5 separate regions of the Mus musculus genome follow, and all the other regions are linked to region 4. The links are chromatin contacts, called in public HiCAR-type and promoter capture Hi-C maps. All regions are on one chromosome and are shown on one strand. Each heading gives the region's core, a stretch centred on a gene start, on an enhancer-like site or on the middle of the called end of the contact. The rest is flanking DNA. Distances are from core to core; before and after follow the strand shown.

Region 1 (2,700 bases), core at 7-2,506, 2.6 Mb after region 4:
TAAGAGAACATGCTGGGGTCTTAAACTGTGAGGTTTTAAATGGCACTCCCTTAGTCATCCTAGTGAGAGGGTGCTTCGGCAGGAAAATGTTTCCCAGGAAGTCTTCGCCATCCTTTGTTCTGCTATTTACATTAGTGTGAGACGTTCAGCTCCATCAGGTGATGCCTATACAAAGGCCTAACTCCAGGAGCGCCGCTGAAGCCTGTTTATCGCCCTATCACAAGCCCTCGTGGGGGGCATCTGGGAACCCTCAAAGGAGCTGCCCACCCTAGGAATGAGGTCATATGACTCAGGCTTTCATAAACCCCATCAGGTATGATGAGAGAGGCATGAAGCTGTGGGCAGGCAGTCACCAGGCCCACATCTCTTCCCTGAAAGTGCTTCCGAGGGACAGGATTGGAAGAGAGAAAGAAGTTTTGAGACAGGCTGTGTCTGGCAACTCTGGTCTGCAGCGGTTAGAAGGAAGAGGAGGAGGGGGACAATTCTGGCATCTCCCTGCCGATTTAAATGTTAAATTGTAGGCATAAAAAAGACTAAGATATGGATCTTCACTTCCTTGGAGATTGGGTTGAGGTCCTATCAACGTTTCAGACAAGAGTTACATACATGATATATTATTTTTATTCATAGTATAGAACATGTATCTTCTTGTTGTTAATTAAAAGAATAAGGAAAACTACCTAAAGCAGCAGAGAAACTGAAGAGTAGACATCCCACTCCACGGGTCTGGTTGTGAAATGCCTTTCCCATGCCCACCGCCTCTTTCCTTTGTTAATTGTCCGGGTTTAAGAGGAAGAGAATTAGGTCATAAGAAAGATCACTCACACCCACCTCAAGCTTCACACACCTTGGGCAACCCAGAACAAGTCTGCACGAGTTCACCTTGTCTCCCCCCCCATTTTTATTTATTGTAATATTATTATTATTATCATTATTATTTAGGAAATGTGACCTAAAAGGGACATCTTCTCACTGCCCGTGGTCATCTCCTGAAGGAATGACCCATCCAACAGTTTTTTTTTTTAATCTGTGAGGAGTCACAGCCCCGCAGTAGCTGACGTACATCTAGAGCTATTTCTTACTTTTTTTCCCCTTCTCGTCAGCACATTGAAACTACAACTTTATCTTGACCAGGTTGCTTCTTCTGCCTGCTCAGCTCCACGCTCGCCAGCCTCCACTCCACCTCCTCCCCGCCTTTTCTTCCTCCCTCCCCTTTCTCCTAGCCCCTCCTTCCAGTTGAGTCAGTGGCTTGAAACTTTTAAAAGCTCTGTGCTCCAAGTTAAAAAACGCTTTTACGAGGTATCAGCACTTTTCTTTCATTGGGGGAAAGGCGTGAGGGAAGTACCCAACAGCAGCAGACTTTGAAACTTTAAACAGACAGGTCTGAGAGCCCGAACTCTCCTTTTCCTTTGACTTCAGCCTCCAAGGAGTTCCACCACTTTGGCGTGCCGGCTTCACTTTCATTAAGTGAAAGAGTAAGTTTTGAAAAAAAGAAAAACCCACTTTACCTAGTAGCGTCTCTTTCTGTAAGGGAAACTCTTCTATGCTTTGTAAATGCGTTGCGTCTTTGACTTAGGATACTGTAAGTAGAACGACGATCTTCAAAGTGCCTTTGTCATTTCCACGTGCTGAGTTTGATTTGGGTTTGTTTAAAAAGTTCCGCTGAGAGTGCAACAGGTAAAAGGCTCAAACTTTTTCCAACTAGAGTGAAGGAAGGACCAAGTTACTAAACTTAGTTCTTTGTTATGGAGCCTAACTTCACTTTTCTGTAGTCGCCAATGGAGAAGGTGTTGCGGGGGTGGGGGTGATGGGGGGGCACCTCAGTCAACTTTGCTTAGCCTGCTTCCTATAGTGCTGGACACTACACGCTTCTTTTTTTTCTTATGAAAATCCGGTCGCCTGTTCTACTGCCTTGAAACTGCAGACTCCTTTTGTAACAGAGTGCTTTGTTGAGACGCTGCGGCAGCAGTTGACTTCCACGTGGTTCTCTCTTAGACTTTTCAGGACTAAGCCACTAAATACGTAGACCAGGGTGCTGCGGTTAGAGTTTTTAGACCAACAGTGGGTACTTTGTGCAAGCCTGTGCGATGCTACGGGATGAACCTCTTAGCCTGCACAGCCAGCATTTTTTTTTAATACTCCACGCTGGCAACTCCGGGCGCGAGAAATCTTGAATGGGTGGTGGTGACTTACGGAGAGTTAGAGGAAGAACGGGCGTTTAGAAACAGTGTGTGCCAGGTTGCTTTTCCAAAATCAACTGCTAGAACGCGAGCTCCTAGAAGGAATGGGGAAAAGGGATTTTTAGAGCTGCGCTTTTAGAAAGAGCTGCCCCCTCTCCACCCCCAACTCCTCCTGCGTGCCCGGACTTGTAGTGACTTCAGAGCTGTTAGGACAGTTTTGAATTGGAGCCATCAGAGGGTGCAAAGCACTAAGCAAAAATGATGCTAACGTGCAGCTTGAAGGGGGTCCGTCTTAAAGCTTTTATTTTTAATTGGTAACACATTCTGTAAAGCACTTTGACCGGCCTAAATCCACACCGAAGTATCAGGGTGGGTCTGTATTGAAGGGCTTTTTTTTCTGTACCAGACCAGGCCGAGTCGTTGTGAAGTGAAAGCTTTAGGGCAGAGGATGGCACGGGCCCCTCCTGCCCAGTCTTAGCATCATCACGGGCTCCGTTCGCGCTTCCCGCAGCCTCCCAGC
Region 2 (2,700 bases), core at 165-2,664, 2.4 Mb after region 4:
CTCTTTATTTACTCTTTTCTATTGGTCTTCTCCTTATATTTTTCATTTACTTTGTTATATGACAATATCGTATGGGCATATGATATAAAGCAATTACTAGCTAGCTCTCCAATATTCCTTCTTATCTCCCTCTCTTCTCTATCAACCCTTCTGTATCCCTACCAGTTCCTTTCTGGATTCATGACGGTTTTTGTTCTGTTCTGTGACCCATTTCATTTAATCAGATCCCCCTGTGTGCTCATTGATTATACACTGATTCCTAGTAGAGTGAGAAGTGCTCTGTTCAACCATCTTCTAAAATAAATCTCCTGATGATTGTTTCCTGAGCCCCTGGCCGTTATTTCTACTCATCAGTCAAGGCCCATAAAGCTATAAAAATCAATACCTAAATGCTTATCTTTCCAGACAAAGCAAATAAGTAGACAGTGTACTTTAAAATCCCCTCTTTTAGATATCCATGGTCAAAAGATCAGTAACTGCAGGTGTAGCACATAATACCATCTATAAGCCAGACTTAGTCATTTTTTTCTTCTGTAGCTAGAGAAAATTTCACATAAACTAGAGATTACGCTGCACATATAATTCATATGTTCATAAAATTTACTGTGTTCTTTGGGTCAGTTTAACCTTATTTTACAAAAGTGCCACTTTCTTTGATAGCTGAGTGTAACGTGCCCGAATAATTGAAGATTCACTTCTATTTCTGACAGGTTCTCTCTTGCCCCCGCTGTCTTCAAGAAGCGAGGGAGCAGACAGCAGAGAGGATACATATGAAGTACTCTGTAAACTCGGTATTACCAGCCTTTAAACGGGATGAAGCAACGTAAAAATAGATCACCACGAAGGATTTAAATGAAACAGGTTTGCACTCAGTAGATGCAGGATACTCGTGTTATAGTTCTGGGAAGTGTTTATAGCTCAAATACGTCTTGGGATGTAGACGCATCATCTGAGAGAGCATCGCAGTAAGTCTGCCTGTCAGGAACTGCAGATCGCCTAGAAGCCTGGAGCTGTGGGAAAAAGTGTGTGGGTGGGTGGGTGGGGGTGGGGGGGCTCGGGTCTTAAAGGCTGGAAGCAGGGCCTACGAAGACCACTGTCCTTCCTGCTGCTGTGTTGGCTAGCGTCAACTCAGTATCAACTATAGCCATTTTGGAGGAGGAAACCCCTAATTGTGAAAATGTCTTCAGCGGATTAGCCAAAGGACAAGCCTGTCAAGCATTCTCTTGATTGATGTTTGATGTGGGAGGGCCCTAGTCTCTGGAGGCAGTGCCACCCGTTGGGCTGTAGCCATTTCCTCCAAGTTGAAACATCTTCTCCTGGAGGGAGGGGGCGCTAGAGAGTCGGGAAGTAAACCAGACAAATCCGGTGAAAACTGAAACTAGCAAGATTCTCAAGGTCCCCACCCCCTCTCCTCCTGGGCTTCAAAAGCAGTCGAAAACTGCGGGGTGAGAAAGGATTGCACGGTTGGCTAGGATTCCCACAGCGAGCAGTTCGGTTGCAGTTTTCCTGAATCCCCACCTTGATGAGGTAAGCTTTTCAGAGATGCAGCTGCTTTTGAGCTTCCCTGACCCCACTGACCAGCACTGGATTCTGGATTTCCATCCCATAATTAGTTGTCAATGCCCTCTCTGGGCTAAGCAGACATAGACTGTGGTTCTCTAAATACGTCTCATGGGACAAAGTGTCTGGAGAGGTATTCTAGAGGCATATGTTAGAGGTATTTTGCCACATTTCCACATCTCATAGCACTGAACAATAAGGGAATTGTTGGCTATAGGGAACTATGCCACCAAGAGTAAGCTAGGGTCTAGAGAACCCCCTTAGCAAGTCCTGAGAACACCCATCTAGCACCCAAAACCAACACAAGATTAATGCAGCATAGTGGGGGGCTCAAACCCCACAAAATACAGCCTTAGACACAGAAGCCTATAAGCAGCTGAGACTGAATAGGAAACAAAAGTAGATATAATGTAGGGAAGTTAAAGATACCAGTTCAAACTTCACAGTAGACGGGAGAATTTTCCAGCTGGGCTGGAGAGATGGCTCAGTGGTTAAGAGCACTGGCTGCTCTTCCAGAGGTCCGGAGTTCAGTTCCCAGCAACCACATGGTGGCTCACAACCATCTGTAATATAATTTGATTCTCTCTTCTGGTGTGAATGAAATAAATAAACAAACAAATCTTAACCAATAATAGTAGTAGTAGTAATAATAATGATAGATAATTGTACCAGGCATGCTTGTCTCTGTAAAGTATAAACTCTATAATAATCATTAGATTTTTTTGCCATCTGTACTTCCTTTCTCATCTAAGGTACTTACTGATTTTGTGATTTAGACTACATGTTTACATATAGGAAGAGATTACAAGTGAACTTGGGAAAAACTGGAATTCACCAGCTATGGGACAACAGTTAAAGACTTTTTGATAAACTACTTACTTAAACTGTAGGTGAGACAGTGTTTCATTGGAGGATTTTAGTTCTCTCAGGCTTACAAGACTAAAGCTAAAGTACTTGGTGATGCCTGACAAGAATTACTGTAAATATTAGACATTACTATTAAAGATACTATATCTTTGTGACAATACTCTTGATACAAATTATTTCCAGACCCCATTTGAAAAAACTAAGCAAAGAAGTGATTTTAGGAATTCTAGAAAAAATAAATATGGGAGGGAAAAGAAATCACTCTATAGTTTT
Region 3 (2,700 bases), core at 68-2,567, 2.9 Mb before region 4:
CTGGAGCCTCGGCTAGCCAGCCCCCGCAAGGCCGCACGCTGTGCGCAGACACCCGAGTCTAGGGAGCGCGAGTGTCACTCGGCACGCCGAAGACCTCGGGGTTTGGAGCGGCGGCGGCAGCGGGGCAGCGGCGACCCCGCGCCCGGGGCTCATTAGGAGCGGAGCTGCCAGGCTCACTGTAGGACCCGAGCCGCGAGCCCAGTCGCGTGGGGGGGGGGGGGGAGGAGGAGCAGGGAGCATGCTCGTCACTCACCCCGATTGGCCAATGAGCGCCGCGTCTTGGTTGCCTATGACCAATAGGAAGAGAGAAAATTTGTGAGTGGCGTTTGAGAAGGGCGGGAGAAAGGGAACCTGGGAGCGAAGTTGAAGCTAAACCCGGTAAGCTATAAAGAAGTTACAGGGGGGCGCTTTGGGCTCCCAATTAGGAACAGTACCGGCTCCCAACACTACGGAGGACTCGGACTCGGAAAACACCTCTCCTGTCCCCAGCCTGTGTTCTCCTCCCGCTGCTACCTACCCCTCCCCCATTCATGCCCATGGGAAGGTGGCCCAGGCACACTCTGCGGGCTGCGGGTGACAGCCGGGAGGCTGCCGCTGAGGCTCCGCAAGCGCGCAGGCTTGAAAGCAGTTAGGGGGCGGGAGCCTTAGCAGCCTCCGCGGCTCTCGAGGACGTAAGGTAGGTGAGGAGCCAAGAGCTCCAGGTGATGCCTACGAGGGGCTGTCGCGCGTGCCACCTGTTAACTCTGCGCTGCGGTGCCCTGTGTGCAACTGCGGGAGTCCCCGGGGGTTTGATGCATAAGCAGCACTTCTCCAGGAACCCCTCAGACGTGAACCCCGCCGGGGAGAGGCAGCCGGAGTCCGGGGCAGTGGAGGAATTCTGCACGGCTGGATAGCCTGGCTTGGCGCGCACGGCCGGCCGAGCTCTCCGCAGACGCGCATTTAGCCGTCGGTGCTACATCCCGGCCGCGGCGAGCGGAAGCCCAGCCTGTCCCGGGACCGACCTGCCCAAGTTTTAAATACCCAGGGCTGTGACGAGCAGAGTATGAGCGCAGAGGCCCTTTGGGGCCCGGTTGGCTGAATTATAGTGGGTTTGAGTTTAGCCACAGATGTCTTATTCCTTGGTGTTCTTGTCTTCGTAGTGATCTGAAAGAAGTTACCCGCGATTCCTGTTTCCTACAAACCAGCTCAGAACCAGAGGAGTTGGAAAACAAACGTCGGGTATTATTATGTCGATTTCCCAAGGACCCGGGTTCTTACCGCGGATCAGATGAAAAGGTTGGCTCCTCGGGAGTCCTTCCAGCATTTTATACTTAGAGTCCCAAAGGATTGCCCGGATTTGCCGTGAACCAGCAGCTTTCTTTTATACTTACACCTCACGTTTTCAAGAAAGTATTTTGTTTGCCGCATTGCCCTGTCCATCATTCGTGTCTTCCCGGAGCAAACTTCAGCCTCCTGTTTAAAGTTATGTTTTTACCGAGTGTGATCTCTAATTGAAAGTTAACTTTTGGTTTTGGATGAGTCTGTGGAGTTTACGTTGTAAGAAGAAAGGGAGCCCGAGACACGATGAAAGAAAAGTCTAAAAATGCTGCCCGAACGAGGAGGGAGAAAGAAAACAGTGAATTTTATGAACTGGCTAAATTACTGCCTTTACCCTCAGCCATCACCTCCCAACTGGACAAAGCATCCATCATCAGACTCACGACCAGCTATCTCAAAATGAGAGTGGTCTTTCCAGAAGGTAAGCGTCTGTGCCTAGATTGAATTTCGAAGGAGTAAACCTACCCCAGCAGCACAGAAATGTACTTGTGTTTACCGGCGTGGGTTACATTCTCTGAAAAGGGAAATTTAACCAAGCTATTTGATCAGTCAGCGCCAAAGGGCTTTCCCTGCCTTTCTTAGTCTTTCTCTTCTTCCCCGTATTTCTCTCTCCAACACATTCGATATATTTGGTTGGGAAATAACCCAATAGTGCTTTTATCAACATTTGGCTCAGTTGAAAGCACGGCTAATCCAAACATGACTTTCCTTTTTGTTCCTCTAGTCAGACATGTATCCAATAGAAATCAGGAGTACTGCCCAATTGCTTATTTTTGCTAGGTATAGATTAGATGTATAAACATAGTGCTAGGTAAGCTAGATAATAATTTATCAAAAGGGCCACAATTCCGCGAGGGCAGGCGTGTGTGTGCGAACAGTATGCCTGGACTCCGCCAGTCTCTTGGCTGTTTATAGTAAATTGGTTCTCATTTTTTAAGATGTCCAGAGATTCTTAAATCGGAGCTTTGTGAGTTGCATTTCTGGCCTTGGCGTTATCTGTAAAATCATAAATTTGTCTCAAAATAGTCAAGATTTGAGGAAAGTAGAGCAGACAGAAATGTATCCTCAGTGGTGGCTGACAAATCGAGACAAACTCTCATAGGGCCTAGAAGTTAGAATACCAGCAGCAGATAGGATTGTAAGTTGGAATTTCAGTTACTAATACTCATTGTGAGAGGAAGAGCGGACTTCCCAGAGCATAGTCTTGTGTGAACTCATATCTACTTAGTAGGAAACGTGAATACTCTCCAGGGAAGGAGCTCTTTGATCTCCCATTTGCTCACCCTTCCTCAACCAAATAACAAACAGAATAGAAAAATATTTTGTTAGGGGAGGAAGTTTTAAGAATGTAAAAGAATGATTACTAGACAAACAAAACTTCTA
Region 4 (2,789 bases), core at 89-2,588:
CAGGACCCTTCACAAAAGCAAACGGTACCAACTGAACGTGCAGCATCTCTTAGGATGGTGCTTAGAACAAAGACAGACAATCCAAAAAGGAAGAAAACTAACTCCACAAATTGTCGTGTTGCTCAGCATGGGGTGAGTCTTGATCACGTGGTTTTTGTTGTTTTCATCATGTGTCTCTATGCATCCCTTCACTCATTCCCGTTATCTTTGAATCCTCGATCGATCACATCCTCCTCCCCCGTCTCTTCACTCCCTTTTCACAAGTGTGCCCCCCTCCTCTCTTTAAACTCCAGGGAAACTGTATGATGGAGTTGAGCCAGATCTCAAGAGATTATCGAGCAGTGACCCTCAAGCCCACCTTCCTCTTCAACACTGCAACAGTCCTAGGGAACCTGGTCCCCATGTGTGACTTCCAGAAACCCTAGATCAGTCCCACACAGGGTGAGCCTGCTGGGTAAGAGCTACACAGAACCAACCCTTATGATCAGTATTCAGTATTTTACTAAATTCGAAAAAGGACTCATTAACGGGCATACACCACCCTGAACTATGCTTGGAAAACTGTGCAGGTGATGTGCAGGTCTTCTGATAAGATGGGGCATTTACTAAATGCAAACGCGGTGTGATTCATCTAATAAACCTTATTTGACATCTTGTGAGGGTAAGTAAGGAATGACTCATTAAATCCCTTAAAATGGCACGCAAGGTATGTTTTACCCTCCTACAGTCCTCGGAATAACCTCGGGAAGTTTATCCTCTCATTAACTGTGTAACCAGTAGCCTGACACCGATTAACTCCGAGGATCCCGGGTCATATTAGGTAAACCGGTACAGTACTTCACCGAGTACTGTAGCGCGGTGCTTCGTGCAGCCCTTGGCAGAGGCACCTGAGCAACAGGAAAAGTCCATTACTCCTGTGGAACCCAGAAAGTAAGCCCTCATGTGCTCTGTGCAGGTTTACCCCTAGTCGGTTGGTTATGGAGTGCAAGCCCTGGAAATCCCGCGGTGCAGTGTGCGGTGTGCGGTGTAGCTCAAGTTAGGTGGCTAGCGTTCCACCCAAGTTTGGAGGGACCAGGAGGCAACTCTGGCTGTTGCTTCTCTTAGGAGCCCCCTCCTGAACCCCGAGCCCCAGCACCCCATACCTTGGTGAGCTGGGCGATCTTCTTGCTCATTTTCAGGTGCATGTCCTGGCTGTAGTCCATGTTGTGCCCTGCCAGCTGAGCGGCAGCTGGGGAGGTCGCGAATTTGGCCGGCCCGGACGTGGAGCTACCGTAATAGTGATGTTGCCAGCTCATGCCCGGGGTCGCCATCTTCCCGGCAGACCCCAGCCGGGGCACCTGTCCCTGCGCGCGGGGCGAGGCCGGCGCGGCGACGACACGGGACAGGCGACAGCCCGGGCGACCGCTTGCCGACCCGCCGGCCCGTGCCCTCCAGTCCCGCAGCCAGCAGCCCCCTGCCCGCCCGCAACAGCCGCGTCCCCCTGCCTCGGCTTGGCGACGTCGCGGCTAGCGTCCCGCAAGAAGCGGCCACCGGGCCCCGAGACTCCGCGGCCGCCGGGGCTGCGGAGGGAGGCGGAGACGGGGCGGGCTGCAGCGGCGGGAGGCGGGTCCGGGGACGCGGGAGCCGCCGAGCGCCGTTACCAGGACGCGCGGCTCGGGGGCTCAGCGAGCGCGCGAGGGTGGCCACGTCATTTCCCCGCAGCCAAGCTCCGCCCCGCAGCTCCCCGCCCCGCAGTCCTCCAGTTTGCAGCTTCTCAGCCCGCAGCCAAGCTCCGCCCCGCATCCTTCCAACCCGCAACCTCCAACCTGCAGCTCCTCAACCCGCAGCCAAACTCTCATCCTCAACCCTCCAGCCCATAGCTCCGCGTCCCTGCAACCGGCAAATCTGCGACCCCGCAATCTGCAGCCCTGAACCCCTCGGCCCTCCAGCCGCCAGCACTTGTCCTCCACACTCCCATAGCTACACAGCGATTGAGCCCCACACTAGGCGCCCTGCCTCACGGAGGCCTCTCACAGTCGCACAAGGCCTTACAACCTTGCAGCCTGAGAGTTCCCACTGCATCCAGCAGCACTGTCTCACTTTTCACCGCGCAGACCCACAGCTGCCAGCTCCTTAACACACCCATTTCCCACAGTCTGCACCCTTTGGCTATTACCCTGTGCCTGAGTGTGCAATCTAGTTTTTAAAAGAATCGTCCAAAGAAGATAAAAAATTGATGGTGACCTTCGTTTAGCAACAAGCAGCGGGAAGCTCGACAGAGCCTCTCTGCATGTACTTTTTGTGTGCAGGCCCAGCCACAGCCGACATAGGATCTTAAGGCCAAGCATCTCTACACTAGAGAAGTGGTGGTGAAATAGAGGGAGATCCGATCCGTAATCCTACACGTGATTGGTCTTCCCAAACTCATCCAAACTCAAGCATTTCAGGGTCATACTGACCTAATGTGTGCCAGGCTAGAATGAAGCGATGCCAAGGGCCTATGTTTGGAGGACCATACCTCTACAATCAGCTGCACCCAATTCTCGGTGGGATGAAGCCTGGAATAATTAAATATGAAAATGTAATTGGCTAGATATTAGAATAGGACTGGGATATAGAGGGAAGAACCCAACAGGGAAACAAGATATCTGCCCTTAAATATTGGGGCTGTATCAAGATTTGGCATTATGCGTACTTTTTCCACCTTGCTAAATATATTACTTTATACTGATCTTTTTCTTAGCACCTCTGCCTTTCTAGGTAAAACGACTTAAAAACAACAAATAAAAACTTGTATCCTGTGTTGAGGT
Region 5 (2,776 bases), core at 83-2,582, 2.4 Mb after region 4:
TTCATTTGTGCTTTCTCCCTTTGCACTTAATGCCAACACTAACAGCATAAGCTGTCCAGAAAAACACTGCCAATTCTGTGTGGGGGGTGTGTGCTTAACAAAGTCCCGGGACAACCTGGAGATCAGAGGACAATTGCAGCAGTCACATCTCTAGTTCTACCATGTGAGTCCCAGCAATTAAATCCAGGTCATCAAGTTTAGTACGAAGTACATTTCCCTGCTAAGGTATTCCCTAGCCCCCTAATTCCTTTTTACAGCTAGCAAGCTGCTCATGGCTCCAATGTGAAAAACAAAATTTAATGAGCCGGACTCTTTCTAATTGCATTTGCAAACATTCCAACCTTTCTACTAAGGAAACAATCAGGGTACCACACAATGATAATCAGAGGTCACTTTTGGTAGTTTATATCTTGTTTGTCCCACTTCAATGTGACAGAACCTTTCTTTAAAAGCAAAAATACATACACACCCTAGAGGCAGTACCTGGCAAACCCCTGATTTATCCAAATTAATAATATCCATACAAAAACAGAGAACCTATATAAGGATATAAGGCGAGGCATACTAGCACTTTTCTTTTTAGTTTTTCTAATCAGTAACTTTTTTTAATTTTATAAGCTTTGCTACTGAAAACAAAAACAAAAACCTTGCAAATAAATAAATTTGTCACATACCCAAATTACCCAGACTCAAAGTCGATGCTACTTAATGATCTTACATACAGTTAAGGTTGACAGGTTGACGGGGGATCATAGTTCAAGGCTGGATTATATTATTAGTGAGGCAATATTTTAAAAAGGAAATGATTTTGTAGAGGGTTAAGTAATAGATGAAAAGATCTTAGAATTCATGATAGGAGAAAAATGTTCCTTAAAAAAAGAAAAAGATTGTTAAATACTTAACAGCTCCAGTTCCAACAAACTAAAGGCATAATGTCTCTCTTTCCTCCATAAATTCAAAAAATTCATAAGTAAAACTAGTTTTTAAATGCATAAAAACCCTCCAGGAGAAAGCAAATGGGAAAGATAATGGGAAATTTTGGACTTGGAATGCAGAAGAGCTGAGTAAACCTAGAAAGTGCCAGTGGCCAGCCACAGTGCAACAGCTAGATTCATCAGACCTAGAAGTCTGATGAACTAAGTATCTCTGTGAGTGGGAACAACCAAACAACACTGAAAGCATGCGTGCCTAGAAGGAAGTTTATGGAAAACTATAGCCTCCAGGTTCCATTTAAAATTGCAAGCTGCCAGCCCTGGGACTTCTTGGAAGGCACAGAAATCAGGAAACAAGAGGGAAGAGCAAATCAAAATGCACACACTGAGGCCTGAGATCCAGCACCGCGTCAACACTAACTCCACTGAGATGTGTGGGTGTTCAGGCACAGGACTGCAGGAGGCTTCTGTAAGTGTGGGTGTTCAGGCACAGGACTGCAGGAGGCTTCTGTAAGTGTGGGTGTTCAGGCACAGGACTGCAGGAGGCTTCTGGAAGGTTTTTTCCAGTAAAATTCCATGCATTTTCAACAACAACAACAAAAAAAGTAATGACCACAAGCGACAACTGCCTTTGTAATCCTTACCAACAATTGTTTTAGACACCTAAGGGGTAATAAACCAAAACAACAGATTAAAAACAAATGAGGGGAAATGAGAAAGTATGAGGTGAAATGTCATTATCCACAGAGGTGAAAAAATTTACTCTGCTCTAAGAGCAATAAGATGTTCTGCTTTTAACACACCCACTCACCCACTCACTCATATAGGCACACACACACACTCACATATGCACACACATACACTCATATATGCACACACTCACATATCCACATACACACACATATGCACACATGCTAATACATACTCACATATATATAAACACTAACAAACACATATATGTTGTCATATACACTCATATATACATACACTCGCATATGCACACACATACACTCATATATGCACACACTCACATATCCACATACACACACATATGCACACATGCTAATACATACTCACATATGCATAAACACTAACAAACACATATATGTTGTCATATACACTCATATATATATACACTCACATGTACACACACATATGCATGCATACTTACATATGCACACAAAAAACTCACATGTATGCATACGTGCACACACAAACATGATCAGCCCAGGAAGATTGTTCGGTAGGCAAAAGCACTTGCCATGTGAGTGCTATGCCCTTAGTTTGATCCTCATAATTCTATCAATATATAAGAACAAAACGAACTTTATAACGTTCTCATTTGAAACCCACAAATGTACCATGGAACATGCATGTCTGTGAGTACAACCATGTGTGTGCATGCATACACACACACACAATGCACACACACACACATGTACAAGCATATATGTAAACTAAATCAATAATATCAAAATATGATTTTCTGGAAAAAGCCACAAAATTGTTCAGTTTTAAGTTAGTAAAAATAAGAAGAAGAAGAGAAGAAAGAGAAGAAGAAGAAAAAGAAGAAGAGGAAGAGGAGGAAGATTAATAATAAGTAAAAAACACTAGCACCAGAATGAGAGGTTACATTTCTCACTACTGATTCCAGGCACTATCAAGATAGCAAGAGTGCATTATTGATAACATTAAACTATGTATAGATAAATAACTACATCATTTCTCTATAAAATACAACCTGCTAAATTCCACACGAAAACTCTCAACAGGTCTACTGAAGAAATTAAGTAATTAAAAGGATTAGATAATTCAAGGTACACGTTATCTCACACATGAATACT

What was found. Promoter capture Hi-C pulls out the DNA fragments that hold promoters and counts their contacts. HiCAR-type assays count read pairs that join an accessible place to other places.
Region 1: a contact with region 4 is called in a HiCAR-type map of astrocytes, with 5 times the contacts expected there. The contact joins the promoter of Gja1 here to the promoter of Fam184a in region 4. A contact is called at or near these places in 2 of 39 promoter capture datasets (embryonic stem cells and pre-B cells), 1 of 115 datasets of contacts at active chromatin or transcription factors (astrocytes) and 1 of 9 other capture datasets (embryonic stem cells).
Region 2: a promoter capture Hi-C map of embryonic stem cells shows a contact between it and region 4, with 12 times the contacts expected there. The contact joins the promoter of Msl3l2 here to the promoter of Fam184a in region 4. A contact is called at or near these places in 6 of 39 promoter capture datasets (the 3T3-L1 cell line, cranial neural crest, embryonic stem cells and 3 more) and 1 of 484 Hi-C or Micro-C datasets (LSK cells).
Region 3: a contact with region 4 is called in a HiCAR-type map of astrocytes, with 3 times the contacts expected there. The contact joins the promoter of Sim1 here to the promoter of Fam184a in region 4. A contact is called at or near these places in 1 of 39 promoter capture datasets (liver) and 1 of 115 datasets of contacts at active chromatin or transcription factors (astrocytes).
Region 5: a promoter capture Hi-C map of hippocampal neurons shows a contact between it and region 4, with 7 times the contacts expected there. The contact joins the enhancer-like site here to the promoter of Fam184a in region 4. A contact is called at or near these places in 7 of 39 promoter capture datasets (the 3T3-L1 cell line, embryonic stem cells, hippocampal neurons and 3 more) and 1 of 115 datasets of contacts at active chromatin or transcription factors (astrocytes).

Annotation. Positions count from the first base shown.
Region 1 is chr10:56,376,044-56,378,743 of GRCm38.p6, forward strand. It overlaps Gja1 (gap junction protein, alpha 1), which reads left to right and starts at 1,257. Exons shown (of 2, transcript NM_010288.3): 1 at 1,257-1,475.
Region 2 is chr10:56,105,503-56,108,202 of GRCm38.p6, forward strand. Msl3l2 (MSL3 like 2) reads left to right here and starts at 1,415. Exons shown (of 2, transcript NM_001163833.1): 1 at 1,415-1,527. The region is part of intron 22 of Tbc1d32 (TBC1 domain family, member 32); the gene reads right to left.
Region 3 is chr10:50,894,334-50,897,033 of GRCm38.p6, forward strand. Sim1 (single-minded family bHLH transcription factor 1) reads left to right here and starts at 1,318. Exons shown (of 11, transcript NM_011376.3): 1 at 1,318-1,738. The coding sequence starts at 1,564. A230054N11Rik (a long non-coding RNA gene) reads right to left here and starts at 201. Exons shown (of 2, transcript XR_871640.2): 1 at 1-201.
Region 4 is chr10:53,749,571-53,752,359 of GRCm38.p6, forward strand. Fam184a (family with sequence similarity 184, member A) reads right to left here and starts at 1,339. Exons shown (of 18, transcript NM_001081428.1): 1 at 1,143-1,339. The coding sequence starts at 1,310.
Region 5 is chr10:56,164,594-56,167,369 of GRCm38.p6, forward strand. The region is part of intron 15 of Tbc1d32 (TBC1 domain family, member 32); the gene reads right to left. Among named protein-coding and RNA genes, the nearest start is that of Msl3l2, 59 kb to the left of the region's middle. Within about 2 kb of position 1,333, at least 7 of the 459 cell types and tissues checked have an H3K27ac peak or open chromatin away from gene starts, as enhancers often do. A contact at or near this core is called in hippocampal neurons, where this site is marked.